2 separate regions of the Gossypium arboreum genome follow, and region 1 is linked to region 2. Evidence: chromatin contacts called from public Hi-C data. All regions are on one chromosome and are shown on one strand. The core of a region is the stretch at or near the end of the contact, and the rest is flanking DNA. Distances in the headings are between cores, read along the strand shown.

Evidence for each region. Hi-C and Micro-C count contacts between places; a contact is called where the count stands out from the background.
Region 1: a contact with region 2 is called in a Hi-C map of leaf, with 2.0 times the contacts expected there. The contact joins the promoter of LOC108489332 here to the promoter of LOC108487008 in region 2. A contact is called at or near these places in 2 of 5 Hi-C or Micro-C datasets (both in leaf).

The regions. Positions count from the first base shown.
Region 1 is chr10:110,712,272-110,715,174 of ASM2569848v2, reverse strand. It overlaps LOC108489332 (ATP-citrate synthase beta chain protein 2), which reads right to left and starts at 1,365. Exons shown (of 16, transcript XM_053019988.1): 1 at 1,065-1,365; 2 at 587-811; 3 at 330-432. The coding sequence starts at 686.
Region 2 is chr10:110,505,653-110,508,423 of ASM2569848v2, reverse strand. It overlaps LOC108487008 (protein high chlorophyll fluorescent 107), which reads left to right and starts at 1,497. Exons shown (of 8, transcript XM_017791201.2): 1 at 1,497-2,143; 2 at 2,244-2,387. The coding sequence starts at 1,622.

The sequences.
Region 1 (2,903 bases), core at 116-2,615, 210 kb before region 2:
CAAATATATACCGAGTAATGGATCATCATCCCATAATAGTAGAATTTCAAAGTTTCGAAAGCAGATAATATGCTGGTCATGTGTTCCTCTAACTAAATTATGTTAAATAAATGAATCATTGAAGGATTCCTTATTCATAATCGAATGTTACACATGGTGATCGCATAAGCCTAGTAGTAGAGATTTAAACTTTGCAGGCTGGTTTATAGGATTTTAAGGTAACATGGTAGAAAGTTCATTTACCCTATAACACTTTCAATATACGGATTAATAACTACAGGGAAAAAAAGTTTATCTAAAAATAGAAACAGGAGATAAGAGCATCTTACGTTGAATGCACTGGGATCGCTATTTCCTCTTGACCAAAGAAGAGTTTCTGAAATCCCTCGGCACCAGGATTAATGATACCAGCGACGGACGGTGTATCCCTCCCTACAAATTTTTTTTTTTTTAAAAAGAAGGGAAAATTAATAATAAAAGATAATAACGATCAAGAATTAAAGATAAAAACAACATAATTCGAACAATTCCGTAATACGAGTGCCGATCAGCTAAATATAAGATGAAATCAGCAAGGGACCCGTACCGCAAAGGAAATCGAAATCAAGCATGCGTTGAATAGGAAGTTGTTTGTAGTTATAGAATAAGGCTTGAGTTGTTCGAGAAAACAACTGTCCGGTGGCCATGGCTTCGACTCAAAGAGACCTGTTCAACAAACACGTCGCTAACTAGTTAACTGAAGCTGTTGATGAAGCAATTGAAAGAGCCGGATCCAACGCTACACCTAACTCGAACCTAAACCGAATCAGATCTCGATACAAAGAAGACGAGCAAATCAAATCACCGGAATGCAGTTAAAAAAGCAGTATGATAAAAATGAAATGCGAGATCTCTAGCTCTCGAGCTTCATATAGTTGATTCATCAGCAAAAAATTACAAATCAAAGTATCTTAAAATTTCCTCGAAAGCATCGGAAATCAAAAAGCGACAGAAATTGGAATTAAGAAAAAAGAAACAGATCTGAGAGAAAAAAAAAAGGTTTAGGGAGGAAATGGAATGTTTACCTGAAGAGAAAGTTGTAACGAAAGGAAAAGATTACAGTGGCTCGCTCGCCTTACGAAAGGAAAAGAAAAGACGAGACGAGAAATGGATAGAAAAGAAAAGCTGGAAATGAGGAATGAAAAGGGTAGGTGCGGATTTATATAGAAAGAGAGGGAAAATGGAATGGAGGGAATTGGGAGTAGCTCACCACACCGCAGGGAGTAACAGGAGAGAGATGGTCACGTGGCCTTTGGTAGTTAGCCCACTGAATAATCTTCATTTTTCTTCTTCTTCTTCTTTCTTTCTTTTTTTTTTTTTGGTTATTTCCTAAGTAATAATTTTTCTCTCTTTTTCCTTTTTGAGAAAAAAAAATATATCTAATGCTAATTTCACGTCTCTATTTTATAAAAACTGATAAATTAATCTTTCTATTTTAATTTATTAGAATTTGATATTAATACTTTACAAAAATTAAATGTTAGTTTCAAGTAATCGATTAAAGATAATGTTAATAATATTTCTTAATTTGATCAATTTTAAGTTTTCATAAAATATGATGATCAAATTTTGATAAAATTAATGTAGATTATAATTTTTAATAAAATTTGGAATTAGATAAAATTTAATTGTATCTTTAAAAGATTAAATTTGTTAAAATAATCGTTTTTTTTCCTTTGGAGTACCATTTATGAAACAAATTTGGTTCACATCTACAAGAAATGTGAGGTATGGTCGGGGTTAGGTGAAAGCCACGGTAGAGGTTGGCTTGACTTGAATATTTAGTTAAAAATACTACTGACAATAAATTTTCAAATGGAATGCGATAAATAGCCCTCCTGCTCACTTTATTTACCACCTTGCCATATATATATTTTAATTATAAATTGTAAACAATAATTAAAATTTTAGGAATTTTGGTCACTTTATTTTTTTAATTTGATTAGCCGAAAATAAAATTGTAAACTATATCGTTAAATGATAACGAAAATAAGTAAATAACAAATATATATTTTTCATTTTAAGTCCGTTGTCACCTTTAGACATAAATTCTATGTTTAACTATATAAAATTTTCATTCTATATTTATTTTATTTAAGTCTTATGGATATATTTCAATTTATCTGACAATTCATGTTTAGTATAAATACTTTAAAAATGTTTATAGTTACTTTTAAAAGTTATGAATTTATTTAACGTCGGGTCACTAATAAATTTAAAATAGTTATATTATATATTCTTGTCAGAGATTTATGCTTTTATTTTTATATATTAAAAGCAAATTTTATAGTAATATTCCATATTTTCTAATTTCATTATTCAACTTATTTAAAGTGCCATGAGTAGAATTAAAAGCTTAAAATCATTTTGATTTTGAATAGGTAAGTGCTGAATTAGAAAATTTGAAGTGAACATCGGACTAAAGCTGAATTTCATTGCAGTCAGAGGTTGACTGTATCCACATGAAACTTAGTCTAAGGCATTTGTCATTCTCTTCTTTTTATTATTATGTTATGCATGGTTATATATTATATGCCACAATTCAAAAAGGTGGCATTTAGATTCTAAATGGTCAAATAACATTTAAGAAATATTAAAAAAATTAAAAATATGTTAGTTCAATAAAAGTTTTAATAAAAATTGAAAATGTTTGTATTCAATTTTTACGACTTTAGAAAACTTTAAAATGATTAAATGTATTTTAACTTATATACATTGCATCTCACGAGATAAAAATTAGTTTAAAAATATAAAAAAAATTAAAATATGTTTCAAGTTTTTCAATTAATACTTTAAAAGTTCAATAAAAGTTTTAATAAAAAATTGTGTATTGAATTTTTAAAATTTTATTTAAAAATTATAAA
Region 2 (2,771 bases), core at 248-2,747:
ACATAAATTCAATTGTGAAGTGGTTCTGAACATGGCCGAGTTATAATCACTAACAGACTTAAAGTCTTGCAATCTTAAATTCAGCCACTCATAACGAGCTTTAGGCAAAATCACAGTTTTCTGGTGGTCATATCTTTCCTTTAGATTGGCCTAAAGAATTTGAGGGTCCTTAACAGTCAAATATTCGGTCTTTAGACCTTCATGGAGGTGATGGCGAAGGAAAATCATGGCCTTGGCCTTATCTTGTGTACTTTCTTCATTTCCCTCCTTAATAGTCTCACCAAGACCCTTTGCATCTAAGTGAATTTCAGCATCTAGTACCCATGATAAATAGTTATTTCGGTGATGTCCGAGCCACAAATTCAAGTTTTGTAAGATTTGACATTATAAAACTATAAGACAAAATATACAAGTCAATAATGTAAAATAAAGCATGTTAATATGCAAATGAAATAACACATATGCAAATGAAATAGATCAACTTGTTACCCTTACTTCACCTAAGCGTCCTTCGGCAATCTTTAAGGAAAAATTTGTTGGCCTTGATTTCTTGTATTAGAGACTCGTGCTGATAACGTGTTGTGAAATAATAATGAAAGAATAAACTAAAATGTGATAGAAGAAAGAGTGTAGAGAGAATGTAGAAGAGAGAGTGTATCTTCTTTTTTATATATTTTTTATGAGTACATGAGCCCCATATATATAGGGGTTAAAATAACTCTCTAATTATTATAGGGCATGTAAAAGGTCATGACTTATGGGGTATAGGAAGAGTTTTATAACTTATGGGGTTGATAATGACATCCACATAAATATTTCATAACATATGGTATATTATTCTAAAAAAATATGAAATTTTTTAATTCAATGGGATGAAAAAGTAGTCATTTCTACTTAATTAACATTTAAAAATAAAAATTAAATAAATAATATCCATGTCTGGTATTTCATTAGGAAGGTTAAAAACTTTCCCATCAATGCACCAAAGTTTAAATACCAAAATAATTTTACTTGCATAAATTTAGTTTGGACTAAAAAAAATGATATATATATATATATATATATTAAAAAACAATATTTTTCATAGATAATTTGAGGTAAGAAGGATATATTATATTTCTGCTGGTGAAGATATTGACGTTATTGTTAAGCCAATGGTAGGCCTCCATCTAAGATCTGTAATAGAAGAGGGTGAGATGAGCATCTGAAAAAGAGCGAGCTACGTGGCTTTTCTCAGACCAGCCATGTTGAAACCTGAAATTACGTAAACACCTTACATCTCAGCAAATTTCAGAATTGATTTTTAGTGTTCTCTATGATAAATTTTCAAACGCATAAACTTAAAATTTAGAATAAATTTCCAAAAGGAAATGTTTTTCTGATTCTTTTTTATTTTTTTTATTCTGAAATAAAAATAATAAATATTTAAAACATATCAAATACAAATAAAATTAACTTGAATAGCTGCTAAGATGCAGAAGGGCATATTGGTAATTAGAGGTAGTCTCTTCTTCTCCAGTGCGCGCCTAGCAAATCTCCTTCACGAAAATTAGACAGTTTTATCAATTAAAACCAAAAGAAAAGTAAAAAACTTCAAAAATAAAAAAGAAAGAACAAAAGCATGCGTCTCTTCTCTACATCTTCTTCACCAAAACCGAACTTTCCTCTCTTTTCGCCTTCTCAAAACCCCAAAAGATCCACCTCCAAAACAATCCCTCCCTTCAAAACTCGCCTTCCCTCTCCTTCATTCCTCTCCCTCCCTCCATGCACTGCCAACAACTCCCCCCCTTTCCCCGTCCTCGACCAAGAAGCCGACCGGGAAGACTCTTTAGAACCCAAGCAAGACACTTTCAAGAAGGTCCTTGTTGTTCGACGCCCAGTCATGGATGTTTCCGGTGAAGAAAATGATGATGGGAGTGAAGATGGTGAAGCCGAAGGAGATGACGTCATTTCGAAGCCGTCGGGTATAGATGCTGGCCTCGAAGAGTTTGCCAAGAAGATGCCTCTATTCGAACCCGAAAGAGGCGAGTCCGGTGGCACACTAGAGAAGCCACTTGCGGTGAACTTGGACTTGTCATTGTATAAAGCCAGGGTTTTGGCGAGGAAGTATCGATATGAAGAAGCTGAAAAGATACTGGAGAAGGTAAAAGGGTATACTTGGTTCTAGTGAATTTCATAGTGTTACATTGTTCATTGAGTTTGCTTATTTAATGGATTTTTTCTTCTTGTATTTTTGCTTGTAGTGTATATACTATTGGCCTGAAGATGGGAGATCATATGTAACATTGGGGAAGATATTGAGCAAGCAAGCAAAAAGGACAGAAGCGAGGGCCGTATATGAGAGAGGTTGCCAAGCTACCCAAGGAGAAAATCCCTACATTTGGCAGGTTTTGCATTTTCTTTTCCCTTTTTGTTTGATAATGTCATTGTTTCGAACCCTGATGAACTCACTTCTGTCACTGAGCCTATTGCTCGAGTTCAATTCTTTGATGTTTATGCTTTTCAAGTTCAATTCATGCTACCGGTTCTGAAATGGAAACCTTTAACACCGTGATGATCATTGTCATTACTGCATTATTGGACTTGCTTTTGCAAATCTGCACTTTTGTCCATTTGAGGATAGAAAGATGGTTCTTGCGGATGGGGACTTGAAATTTTGCAAATTTTACTGGTGTTTGTGCTTTTCGAATTCAAGTTCATGCTACCGATATCTGAAATGAAATCTTTGGCATTATGATGGTCATTGCCATCGATGTGTTATTCGATTTGGT